2 separate regions of the Danio rerio genome follow, and region 1 is linked to region 2. The links are chromatin contacts, called in public Micro-C maps. All regions are on one chromosome and are shown on one strand. Each heading gives the region's core, a stretch centred on a gene start, on an enhancer-like site or on the middle of the called end of the contact. The rest is flanking DNA. Distances are from core to core; before and after follow the strand shown.

Region 1 (6,773 bases), core at 3,571-6,070, 33 kb before region 2:
GTAAGTGGGCATTGTACCTTCTTGCTTTTCAATACCAGAAACAAATCTGAATTATTTGTTTTAATTATTGCTGTGAATTGACCCCTATAGGCAAAATGCACTTCGTGAGGTATATGCACATGCTGTACTTGGACAGCACCCCCACGTTGTGAGGTATTATTCTGCCTGGGCAGAAGACGACCACATGCTAATCCAGAATGAGTACTGCAATGGTGGAACCCTGTCTGATGTCATTGCTGAGAACAACAGGCGCATGCACTTCCTGTCTGAGTTGGAGCTGAAGGATCTGCTGCTGCAAGTTTCTCGGGGACTCAAATACATTCACTCGACAGCCCTTGTTCACATGGATATCAAGCCAAGTATGTATTTGCTTGTTCAAATTTTTAGAAATATTGCGCTAATGTTTTAAAGATCTGTTGTTGTTGTTTTTTTGTGCTATATTTGACTTCTGTTCATGTCTTTCAGGCAATATATTCATTTCACGCAAACCTGCTGCTAGTGTAGAAGAATTTGAAGATGAAGAAGATGGCCCCACCACAAATGTGGTGTACAAAATAGGTAAGACACTGAAATTGCATCCCTAGATGATGCTAACTTGATTCATAAATTTAAAGAGGACTGGATTTTTATAATATTTTTGGTTTCAGGTGATTTAGGCCATGTTACAACGGTTACCAATCCACAAGTCGAAGAAGGTGACAGCAGGTTCCTTGCAAATGAAGTTCTTCAAGAGGTAAACCCTTTCTTCATTAAGTTTTGTTTATTTAGGTTTATATTTACATTTGTTTTATATTTAATTTTTTGTTTTAATATTTCTTTCCTGCAGGATTACAGTAATTTGAAAAAAGCAGATATATTTGCTCTTGCTCTGACTGTAGTCAGTGCGTCTGGAGCAGAGCCTCTTCCTACCAATGGAGACAAGTGGCACAAAATCCGACAGGGCATTCTGCCCCATATCCCTCAAGTGCTTTCTCAGGAATTTTTAAGCTTGCTGAAGGTAAGGCTTCTGACATGAGATAATCCTATATAGAATTAAGTCTACTATTTATTATTATTTTTTTCCATACTGGTTTTGAGTTTTTTTGTAGAAGATGCTGTATTGAATGCACAAGACCCATTTGCTCAAAGAAGAACCCCCAAAATGTCAATATTGCAGTAGAGACCAAACTTTTAGCAAATACTTGTTGAATCGCCTATTTTTAATGTTATCGAACAACTTTTTTAAATCTGGAGATAATTTAAATTTGTAGATTTTTTTATCAAAAGTAAACCTTAAACTGTTTTATTTTCTGGTATTATTATTTATGTATTATCTTGTGCATTATATATTGCTGTTGATGACTTTTAATTGTTAGAATTTTTTTGTAATTATAGAAAAGTGATATTTATAAAATGTGGTAAACTTGATTTATTTTTTTTTTTTTTGCCATGACATGGCCTGAGAAGCTCGAATGGCAATAAACTGAATTCTCTCCATACCAATTTTGAATGTCTGATTAAAATGTCAACATGTCTCCATTGACAGCTTATGATTCATCCTGACCCAACACGACGACCCTCGACCTCAGAACTTGTCAGGCATCCTGTTCTTCTGACTGCATCCAGAATGAGTGCTGACCAGCTGCGTGTAGAGCTTAATGCAGAGAAATTCAAGAACGCACTTTTGCAGAAGTATGTAATCACCATCCATGTTTTGTATATGCTTAATGCTTTCATTTATAAGAGGTAGATTCTTACCTAGATTTAGATATGTTGCCTGCTGAAACATTATAAAGGTGTTTGACATTTTAAAGGCTTCTTAATTTTTCTATGTTCGATAGATTTCTAAATGATCATATATCACACTGGAAAAACTAATGGAATGGAAAATCTAATTGTAGTTTTTAATGTAAAGTGTTTTAATTTATGTTTTTATGATTGCATTATCTAATTCATTTGTATTCATTTAGCCATAAAATCACTGTAAGCTTGCTGATGTGGTAATAAATAAACTAAAAGAAAAGGTCTTGATGGAAAGGTCCTATTTCAGAATGAACTAATAATTGTTTTTGTTTCTCAGGGAGCTGAAGAAAGCTCAGATGGCGAAGGCTGCAGCGGAGGAGAGGGTTCTAACCACAGACCGTGTTCTTACACGTTCCACAATCCAGTCCAGCTCCAGAGCTTCCCGACTCATCGGAAAAAAGATGAACCGCTCGGTTAGCCTCACCATTTACTGAACTGAACTCCAGTCTAAGGAGATGACCAATCCTGAGTGGTAACTACAGTGGTGCTTAAGAAAGACCGGTGCTTCTGCACAGACTATTTTGACTAGCCAGAAGGGTGAGACGGACTATCCTGTGACTTATAGTGCTTATACTGTTTGGTACACGCACTGTGGTCTTTACTGAAGATTGGGTTCTTCTGTGTTACATTAACAGAAGCCCTTGAGCATATGATGCAGATCTGCCTTGCCGTTTAGGTTTGCCTTTATAAAATCTCTTGACAGAATTGCCCTAAGATGGACACATTTTTAGTATAGTTCTGTCCTCCTGATCTTTGCTTTAAGTTCCATAGGCAATGGTCAGAATGGTCTCCCTGCACTTGCTTTCTCAAAGGTGCAGTGTTGCTCTTTACCAAATGAGAGATGTGTGCCCCTGTTGAGCCCATTTATATGTGAATGTACCAGATCAAAGATTTGTGCACCTTACTGCCTGTGAAAAAAAGAAACGCCTGTTGGGCCACAGAAGCTGGGGCTTGAGTTGGATTGCCATTAAATTGAGCACTTTGGAGGCAATGGGGAGCTTGCCACAGAAAGCCTGCTGCTATTCATGTTCGTCTGTATTCAGTTAGGGTTGGAAGATTTTTATTTTAAGAATAACTTTAAATCATTTTATCCATCCAAGCAAGCGAGCAATATTTTGAGCTCATTATTCAAACATGTTTGCTCCAGTGTCACTTTTGTTGCAGATTACATTCATCGTTTTTTTCTTTTGAATTAACCATGTGGCAAATGTATGCTTAACTGAAAGCCAACGATGATTTAAATGTACATATGCCATTCACATCTCCAACCCTGTTTGTAGCATTAAAACAATCTTTGTCCAGTTCATCAAATGTCTTTTAGTAAATAATGTCTTATTTTCACTTTTGTCATATCATCCTCATTGCTAGGGTACTGTTTAGATTATTTGGTCTTGTTAACTCTTTGTTTGTAAATATGTTCATTTTAATAAACCCTTTACCCATACTGGTCAATTTTGCTTTGTTTTTCTTAAACATGTAAAGTGGAGTTGGGGTTTGTTTTGGTTTTTGTCGTTTTTGTTGCATGGCCTTAGCTGAGAAAACAAATTTAAAGTTTAATTCACTCTACAGTAAAATATTTTTAATCCTTTTTTTGTTTTTATACTGTCACATTCTGATATTAAGTCATCGGAACAGAATAATAACCTTTAGCACATGTAACCTCTTCTTGACTGTCTTTTATTGCTTATTCACTTGAATCTACAAGTTGTGTTTTCTTAATTGTTTGGAATAAGAGTAAGCCATTTAAACTGCCTTTTAAAGCAAATATTTGATCAACCAGTTACTTAGTAGCAAGTATGTAGTCAAAAGAACTTAACTGAAGTTCAACAGTTGCATTAGACTGGAAGAAGGATGATTTAAGCAACTTGGAAGTTGGGACGGGCAATAGTTGGTGCCAGACAAGCGGTTATTTCAGACACTGCTGATCTACTTTGTTTTTCGTCATTTGGATGAGGCATTAAACAGGTCCTGACTGTGGTCATTATAAAAATCTTATGGCACTTATTTCCTCTTGGCCCTTAATCATCATGGCCTCCCAATCATCCCCATTCACTGAATTGGCTCTATCTCCTCCTCCACTTCACCTATAGCTGGTGTGTGGTGATGCTGCACACTGGTGGTGGTGTGAAGAGAGCCCCCTCATGATTGTGAAGCGCTTTGGGTGTATGCCATACACCATAAATACGCTATATAACTACACATTACATGTTCCCGCACAATCATTTCTAGGATTTACAAAAAATGGTCAGTAAAGAGATATTATGTTCATTCATTCATTTTTCCTTTGAATTGGTCCCTTTATTCATCAGCAGTTCCCACAGCGAAATGAGCCAGCATATGATTTACACAGCGGATGACCCTCCAGGTGCAACCCAGTAATGGAAACGTCCATACACATGCACACTACGGCCAATTTTCGTTTATACAATTCACCTATAGCTCATATCTTTGGACTGTGGGGAAAACCCATGTGAACATAAGGAGAACATGCAAACTCCACACAGAAATACCAACTGGCCCAGCTGGGACTCAAACTAACAACCTTGCGGTGAGGTGACAGGACTGAGCCACCGTGTCACCTGAATATGAGGAAAACAATGCAGTGGTTCTGTAGGAAATATGCCTTAATGCCTGGTTCGTAATCATAACAAAGCATGTCTGTGTACACACATCAAACCTTGAAGCAGATGAACACAACTATTCAACTCCAGTCAGTTGACTCAATAAATTTGGACTCTGGTGTAATGGTGTGCGAAACATTTTGTTGGTACACGTTTGTCCGCTTATTACCAACTAATCATCATCATTTAAAATAACATCATACCACAGTCTTTGGGTGTGAAAGGATGTAGATGTGTTAAACGAAACAAAAGAAAGTGGCAAATTCAGTGTGAATAATGCTCACTGCTGTGGTGCATTCCTTCAGCGGCGCGCGCTCATCGCTGAGTGGTGCTCGAGCCGCGGGTTCAGTGGTTGTAGTTCTGCTAAGGTCATGTGACGACTCTATTGTAACATCTCATGAGAAAACAGTCCACATCAAGTGCGACGCCAGTCAGCAGACGGAGAAACTACCTCTGAAAATGGGACTAAGGGACGAGCTTCTCAAGGCAATCTGGCATGCCTTCACAGCCCTGGATGTGGATAAAAGTGGGAAAGTGTCAAAATCTCAGCTGAAGGTTTGTCGTTTTGCTCTTGAATTAATCGTGTTTTCTTTGAGTTTGTGCACTGGAGTGTAAACGTTGTTTTTAACGCTTCACTGAAGACAATTCTTTCAGTTTAAGGACTCGTGAATCATATATAGCCACACACTAACTGTAAATGTACAACTTAGTCAAACTCTTTAGAAAATTTGTTTCGAAGCGTACAAACTTAACGTTACTCTATTTCTGGGATAGAGAAGGCTGCTTTTCGTATTCAAGCTTATGGTCCTGTGTTAATGATGAAGAATTAAATGTCTAACGGCAGTCTAAATATTAACACATTTAGTTACGTTCCAACCCCTTCCCTAAACTTTGACCTTGTTTCAGATTCTTTCTGCCATTGTGTCAATGAAATAGACGTTTGTTTTGCTGCTTCTTTTGCTAAAGTTAAACGTTTACACTTTATTTATGATAGGTTTTACTGTATGTTTTAAATCAGTTTAATATAAAGTAAGTTGAAATGACTTGTTAAGTTAGTTGCATTCAACTAATTGTATGCAGTATTTTTCCATAGCTGTATAACCATTGTATTAAAATTTGTATAATATGTAATGTCTAGATGCATGCTTTTCTAAATTATGTCTTCACTAAATAAATTATTTTTAAACATAATTAATATTTCTAACTTTAAAAGCACTTATTTAGTGAATAATTATTGAACATCTAAAATGTCTTAGTCAGTGTTCTCAAACAATTATATATAATTTACCAAAGTCACACAAGTGGCGATTTCATATCCGTTACGTCCATACCCAAGCTTTTTTCCTCATGCAAAAATGTCAAATAAAATTAAATCAGTCATGTTCTGTAGTTAGCCAACTCTTATCTTTTTGATTAGCATCATTTATTTTGGGTTGTGCAGTTTAATTCACAGAATTTCTACAATGTTGTATACTGTAAACTTGCAGACGTTTTTGATCACATCCATAACGCTTGTTTATTTTCCTCATTTAAAGAACAAAAAATGTTTACAGATTGATATTTTTATACTTTCACAACTCTGTGGTTGGTTGTTTTGGAAAATATAAACAGATGTTTTAATATAATGTTAACATATACTTTCTCTGTGCATTTGTGTTTTGAGATTTACTGCAAATGTCGCATTTATAACGCTGGAATTGCTCTATTACTGTCTTTCAGGTGCTTTCCCATAACCTGTGCACAGTGATGAAGATCCCTCATGATCCTGTAGCTCTAGAGGAACACTTTAGAGATGATGATGAAGGTCCGGTTTCCAATCAGGGATACATGCCCTACCTGAACAGGTTCATTCTGGACAAGGTGAGCAGCTTTGTTATTGTCCAAATATGCTGAGGTTTGAAGTTTAAAAACAAATTTTGGGACAAAAACAATTGGATTTCGGTCGGCGCGTTGACACAGTGGATAGTGCTGTCACCTCACAGCAAGAAGGTCACTGGTTCGAGCCTCAGCTGGGTCAGTTGGCAGTCAGTTTCCTTCAGGTGCTCTGGTTCCCCCCACAGGTCCAAAGACATGCGCTATAGTTGAATTGGGTAAATTAAATTGTCCTTAGTGTACGTTTGTGAATGATAGTGTATGGATGTTTCCCTGTACTGGGATGCAGCTGGAAAGGCATCTGTTGCGTATAACATATGCTAGATAAGTTGCTGGTTCATTTCACTGTGGCGACCCCAGAATAATAAAGGGACTAACCCAAAAAGAAAATGAATGAACATGTGAATTTCCCCACATTTGAACCTTTTGAATAGTTTGTCTGTCTACTTACATAGTGAAATTATCCTTTGAAGGCCATTCTTAATATAAACAGTGCAT
Region 2 (7,441 bases), core at 2,910-5,409:
ATCCCTTCCAGCGCAGTCAGTGTGCTCAAATTCACTCTCTTTCATAAAGGAAGTATAGGGGCGGTTTTGGTTACAGCCTTTTGTGTTGTCTGAATTAGCTGTTGCATTAAAAAAATGTAATGTATGAACAAAGCATGATCTTTTTCACACTGTAAAAGAGTTGTGTATGCGTTTTTTTTTGTACTTTTCATCAGCTGTCTTGTTAGAAACATGGCCAATATGCTAGTATTTGATGAAACACATGGTAAACATGCTAACAATGTGACAAAACATTGACAACATGGTAAAATATGTTAATAAACATGCTAGCACCATGATGAAATAAGGCAGCACAATGCCAGCAAAATGTTATGTTAACACTTTAGAAACATGTTAGCAATATGGTAAAATTGCAAAACATTGTAAAAGAATGTGTAAAATGATTTCAAAATAAACATGCGAGCAACATGGTAGAAACATGCTAACAGTGTTTTATAAATGTTTAAAACATCAGACAGTTATAAACATGTTTAAACATGCTGACAACATGCTGAAAGGCTAGAAAGATGGCAAAATGTGCTTACACATGTTAAACATGTTAACAGTTTTAAAATTCAATTTATTTTTATTTATATAGCACCTTTAGAATGTAGATTGTATCAAAGCAGCTTAACATAGAAGTTCTAGTAAAGTCCAGATCTCAGAGTTGAAGTTCAGATACACCTAAAAACATCTCAAAACATGTTAACAACAGGCTAGCAATTACATAGCAACTATCCATACTGCATATAGAAACTGGAGAAAATCATCTTAATATCCTATTAGCAACCGTTCAGTGGTGATCCATGATATGTGATAGTATATGATAAACAGCACAATCTCACAGCAATTCCTAACTTTTTGATTTAGTGGCTGTTTCATATGAATTCGTACAATCTCATTTGTATAATTTAGTATGATTTGCTCATACCCCAATGACGCTTTATTTTAGGGGCGGTGTTGGGTACCACACTTAGAAAATCCCAGTAAATCCCAGTTAAGCCTCTAAATTCCACTTTAAGAATACTAGTTAAAAAAAAATTGCACGATTTCGTATGACTGAACTCATACGAATTAGCCACTGAACTGACACAACGTAAAATAGTTACGTTTCCTTGTGACATCAGGCCTGATTAACTGCATGGCCTTAAAAAGGACCTTCAAATTTCTGTTTTAAAACTTCTTCAAACAGAAAACTACTTGAATCTAAATCCATAAGTTTATACTTAAAATCTACACTTCTAGCTTTTCGAAAATTCTTGCTAGCTTTTTGAAGCCCACTTAAAATTTTATCTTGAGAAACATTTTTTTTTAAAAAATCTAGTTTGTTTTTGGCTTGCTGAAATACCTGCTGTTTACAGACCATAAAACAGAAGTTTCTATGTCTGAGCATTTGCATTCTAGGTTTCCGATCCAGTGAGACAAGTGGCTCAAAATCCAGTTGAACCTGATGAGTATCTTGGTACTTTACAAATGAAAAACGTCTTTGTGTTGCACAGAAACTGGAGGAGGCAGCAGCCAATGCAGCAGACGAGGAACGCAGACGTCTGCAGACCCAGAACGAGCTGCAGGATCTGTATCGGCTGGAAATGGAGAAAGAGAAAATGGTATTTGTTTGCTCTGCTTGTTCACTGTCTGGCTAGCAAACTTCAACATGCGTTTTGATGTCATGTGTCTAGAGAGGTTATTTTGACCAATAGGGTGCTAGATTACCTCAGCCCAACAGGTCCATTTTTGAATATTACAGGAAGTACACTGCAGCAGAAGTTCTGCTTTTGGCTATAAATATCTGAAACGTTGAAGCACACAATTTTGACACCTAAACAAAGCCTCATTTTCTCTAATCAAGATTATAATCATTCATTTGATTTTGTGAAGTTTTTGAAGTTGCTAAGCCAAAAATTACATTTGTCTTCTTGTTTTTCCAATATATATATATATATATATATATATATATATATATATATATATATATATATATATATATATATATATATATAATTAATGGGGTCCAGTGTTTTTTGACAATTTTGACAGTTAAAAAATACATATTTGCTTATTTTATTACAGAATATTTACAAAATTTATTTTTTATTTTTCTTTTTGATTTATTTATTATTATTTTACTAAACTTTTTTCTCTTTGTGTCTTAGGTACGACAGCAAATGGAGGAACAGGTGGCTCAGAAGTCCAATGAGCTAGAGCAGTATCTGCAGCGCGTCCGTGAACTGGAGAACATGTACCACAGCTTAGAAGAAGCACTGGAGGAGGAAAGACAGGCCAGACAGGATGAGGAAACTGTCCGAAAACTACAGGCCAGGTATGCTGGCTTTTTTTTTGTTGGCTTTAAAATGTGGAGTGAATTATATTTCATATGATTAATTATTGAGGGGTAATAAATGAAAAAAGGATACCAATTATTATAACAGGCTGAGGTTGTGGAAACAAATTGTTAATTCCAAATATGCTCTGAGCTCCGCAGTTCAGCTAACACAACTGTAAATGAATAACTACGGACTAAATTAAATGCAGTTTATCTTGCTTTACTTTCACAGGCCTGATAATCCATGCTCAGTCTTTTTCTTTATGGAATACATATATCTCAACAAAGTCAACTTTTTTTTAATGTAAAATGAGAAATATAAGTCTTAAGTATGTCTGTTTAAGTAATATAAGTCTGCTCCCTATAAATTTGCATTTGGAGAACATAATGACATTTTGTGTTCCCTTCAAACTACTAAAGCACTTTTTTGGTCTTCAAAATGTCTTGAATTTATCTTGATGAAATTTGAAATTTTAGCATTGTATTTTAATATATGGATACAAAATAACTTGATCATAAACCATTTTTTGTAGTTGTTGCATATCCGATTGGAACCTGATAATGGTTAGAAAAAGAATCCAAGCATGGCTAGAAAGTTATGAAATTCTGATGCCTTTTTGACATTTATTCATTCACAGGTCATGCATCCTCCATATCAACCATTTAATTCTTGACATCAACAAAGCGTTTTTGAATTACTGCTTATAGATAACACTGCTAAAAATAATAACATTATACAAATGCAAATTGTCATGAATAAACTGGAAAAAGCTGAAAAGGGGTATTGGTTTTTATATTTATGTAGAAAATAATATTTTTTGTAACATTTTAATCCTTTAATTTTTTTCATATGTAAAGATATTTGTGTATTGCTGTACGTCCTGTGTGTAGCAATGTATAAGCATTTGAATCCACATAGGCGCATTACCAACATGCTCTGCACTGAACTATACCAGATTTTAGTTGGTCAATGGCACATTTTATTTTAGTTTTTCAAAATAGCAACGTGCCAACAATGCGCCTTAACATACCTCTTTTTTAGACCGACACAGCCATGAGTCCACAAGTGGTGCAAATGGATTCGCTATTTAAACACTGTGGCGCAACATGTGAAATTTAGGGTTGCGCTGGTCTTAAAATAGTAAAAACACGTCTAAACACATCTTATGATAGAGCCCTTCATGTTCGTCATGTTTTCTGGCTTTTTTAAAGCATTTAAAAACATTTGGGCTGTTTTGCCTATGCTTCATTAATAATAATAATAAAAATAATTTAAATATACTCTAAATGTGTTTTGATAAAACAATTAGACACACACACAAAAAAATACTTTTACAGTCAACATTTCAAGTGGATCAAAACCTTTCACCAAAATTGTCCAAACACTATTGAAAAAAAAAAACATTTTTGTCCTAAAAACTTTTTTGTCCACCTTAAATTGACTACTGTATAGCATAGCTGTGCAGTTATGGCTTGATCAAACTTTAAAAAGTAAGGTCATGTGACACCTGGATCAGGTCAGTTTACAGAGGACCGTCTATTTCCTTGTAAGGTGGGAAGTTAGAGAAGCATCACAAACACATGAGGATGTCTGAGACGTCTGTTCACGTCTGCAGTTCCTGTTCCCTGTCTCACCCTACAAAAACCAGCAGTCTTCCTGTGTTTGTGCTGACCAATCACCAGCTCATCACTTTACTAAACACACAATTGCTTTTATAACCAGTGTGTGAATCCCCCTCATTTTCACACTCCCACATCCATAATCTTTTAGTCATTGTTAAAATGTGTATTTTGTTTATACAGCAGGTCAAATGTGAGTTTGTAAACTGTTAAAAGAATCTTACATTTACTTCAAGCTTTATGAACGACTCACAATTGTGGGAACTACTGACAGTCAGTTTCAATTTCAACATGTGAACAATCTGTAAATGCAAGGTTTGTGAGTTATTCAGAACTGAATTATGAATCACACAAAACATCCTGAGTATGAATAGGCATAGTCCAGTATAAGATTCTGACGGTATGATAACCTTGGATAAAAATACCCCGGTTTCACTGTATCATGGTATTGTGCTCACTGCTCTAAAATACATTATTTGTAAATGTCTGGGTAAAAAACAAAAACTTTTTTCCTCTTTGAAAACAATATATTTTATTTTTTTAAAACATTTTTGTATAATATTTTGGAACAGTAAACATGTCAAATGAACATGTCAAATGAGTCATTGACTTCTGCTGTCTTCATTTGCTTCAATAACAGATTTCTTTACATTTTAAAATGGCATCTTTGGATATTTTTATGCTGGAGATACTGTTATTACACATACCTTAGAAACGGTATTACAGGAAACTTTGGCGGTTTTTAAAACCTTGACCTTTCCAAACCGCGGTATACCTTGAAAACGGTTATCATCTCATGCCTATGAATCAAGAGCAGGGGTGCCCAAACTTTTTCTTATGAAGGGCCAAAAACCAAACTTGATTAAGGCTAGTGGGCCAAAGATAAACATAGTTGCCATGGGTGATTTACAGTACATTTTTAACATTTTATAATGAACTTATTAACAGTAAAAATGAAAACAATCTAATTTATAACAGAATTACACTGTCTTTGCAGACATTGGCTTGATTTACTCGCCAACATTGTCTGCATAATTCTCTATCCATTGAGTGACAGTATTTACATTTTAAAAAATCAAATCCATTCATTCATTTTCCTTTATTTCTTTACTCCAGCATATGTTTTACGCAGCGGATGCCATTCCAGCAGTACCCAGTACAGGAAAAAAATCTTATTCATATAAAACATTTCATTAAAACATTTAATTTGTTTGCTCTTTTGTAGCTCTGCTATAAAACAAAGAAATAAAAATATGTTAAGTCGATCTCTATGTTCTCTGATCTCTTTGTTAAAGGCATTTGCCCCTCTCCATCATTTTCACTTTCTTCTCAGATGGGATGGTGGGCAAATCAAAGGTTACAATTGGCCAATTTTGGCCCATGGGCCCAACTTTGGGCATCTCTTATCAAAAGAGTAAACAGGATACAGAATTATAGTCTGTAATAAAGTCATTTTTTTTAAACTATAGCTTTTTATATTTTTATCACATTATTATCATCACATTTGTATCATCACATCACAAATTTGTTTTGGTCATAATTTGCTGTTTATAGACAGTAATTCTGAGGTAAAGCACATGTATTTAAAAAAGTGGTGTTTTTACAAAAAGATTACAATACAGAATAGAGAGAGTGCATTTAGGCCACACCCACAAAAAAGTTGTAAATATTAAATTGTTTCGCATGGAGTTGGATCATTTCTCCAACTAAAGAAGTAGGGAAAAGGGGTCATAACATAGACCAGGGGTGGGTAAACTTTTTTCAGCAAAGAGCCATTTCTGATATTTTTGCCAAATTCATTTTTTAAAAGACCCATTGGGGTATATATATATATATATATATATATATATATATATATATATATATATATATATATATATATATATATATATATATATATACGCATATATTTACCCCAATAAGATACGACTACTATAAATAAAACAGGTTTAAACTAAACCTTTATTTATGTTCATGCACAACTCAAAAATAAACATATATGAAGCATCGTCATGTTGAGCAAGTCCATGAATGAAGAAAGAACATTTATTCTGGTAAATAAACTCTTTTTTTTTTTTTTTTTTGAAAAGCAAAACAATTTAAAATAAACAAACAATTTACTTTTATAAAAAACACATAGTTGCTTGAAATTATTCAAAATAAATATGCGGCAGTAATTTTGGCTAGTTTTAAAGAACATATATTATTGTTATTATATTCATTTTCACTAGTTTTAAAGAACAAAAATAATATTATTGAGTAAACAAAAGACAAAACAACGTATGTTTATATGGTAACCACGCACACACATTAGCCCTTTATTGGTGTCACGATTAAAGTTTATCCACAGCTCTGCTCACGTGTATTAGTCGAAACGTAAAAATTGTAATTGTATTTTCAATAGGAAACTGATTTCTAGTGATTGGTTATAATTTTTTAAACTGTAAAATATTATTGAGACAGCTGGAGAACCATGGATTTTTGCTCGAAGAGCCACATGTGGCTTGAGAGCCATAGGTCCCCTACCACTGATATTGACTAATACATTTCACTTTCTCTATATATCTCCTTCGCCTCATTTCCGCAACAATCCTTTGAGATGGTTAAAAATGATGAATGTTTCCTCTCGCCAACTACATTTCATTGCTGTGGGCATAACAGTTGTTTTCTAATAAATATTACACGCTGCTCTCTGTTATTGTGTCATTTTTGGTGGGTCAGGAAAACATTGTTTTAGGTTTTTTTAGCTTGCTTACTATTCACCTTGTCACATAGCAGTTTTTAGACATTGTTTGCTCTTTGTTGTTCGTCAGAAATGGCAAGGAGACAGCTTCCCACAATACTAACTCAATGGAATAGGTTGGATTGTTCGGTGGGTGGGGCCTTCTGATTACAATGTGATGCTCAACCAATCAGAATCAAGGACAAGAATGACTTGTTTCATGAATTATACATTTTGCACAATCCTGTCAGTAGTATCTCACTAAGATACGATGACAAATCATTTGTAATATATACTTGTTTTGTGGTAATTAATAGGGTATTCTGCTTACTCCCTACAATCTTCTATTAGTCACTACCTCTTTAGATCTAATAAAGATGTAAAGGAGCTGTGTATTGGCACGTGCAGATATGAGCATGTGTTTTTCTGTGTCTGCAGGCTGCTGGAGGAGGAAGTGTCCAAGCGTGCAGAGCTGGAGGAGATTCACCTCTATCAGCAGCAGACCATTTCTCAGACACAGGCAGAGAAGCAGGAGCTGGAGCGAGAGCGTCTGGCCAAGGAGAGCGCTTTAGAGTCCGCCATGCAGCAGCTGCATCAGCTGGAGGCAGACAGACAGGGAGCTCTGGAGCAATATCAGGTCCACTGCCTCATTGTACTACACTGTAAAAATTCTGGGTTTCATATAATTCCTTCATGCTCCTCAACACAAATCGATAAAGTTAACTTGTAGATTAAGTTAATTGTGGATTGAATATAAA

The links. A called contact is a pair of places that touch in the nucleus more often than the background predicts.
Region 1: a contact with region 2 is called in a Micro-C map of caudal fin, with 5 times the contacts expected there. The contact joins the promoter of swap70b here to the enhancer-like site in region 2. A contact is called at or near these places in 3 of 18 Hi-C or Micro-C datasets (caudal fin, hematopoietic stem cells and an unstated tissue) and 1 of 4 datasets of contacts at active chromatin or transcription factors (caudal fin).

The regions. Positions count from the first base shown.
Region 1 is chr18:18,298,702-18,305,474 of GRCz12tu, reverse strand. swap70b (switching B cell complex subunit SWAP70b) reads left to right here and starts at 4,820. Exons shown (of 12, transcript NM_001044986.1): 1 at 4,820-4,958; 2 at 6,123-6,263. The coding sequence starts at 4,863. wee1 (WEE1 G2 checkpoint kinase) reads left to right here. Exons shown (of 10, transcript NM_001309435.1): 5 at 91-359; 6 at 466-558; 7 at 648-733; 8 at 827-997; 9 at 1,526-1,671; 10 at 2,060-3,234. The coding sequence ends at 2,216.
Region 2 is chr18:18,263,974-18,271,414 of GRCz12tu, reverse strand. swap70b (switching B cell complex subunit SWAP70b) reads left to right here. Exons shown (of 12, transcript NM_001044986.1): 8 at 1,518-1,625; 9 at 2,172-2,338; 10 at 7,122-7,320. Among named protein-coding and RNA genes, the nearest start is that of swap70b, 33 kb to the left of the region's middle. Within about 2 kb of position 4,159, at least 5 of the 62 cell types and tissues checked have an H3K27ac peak or open chromatin away from gene starts, as enhancers often do.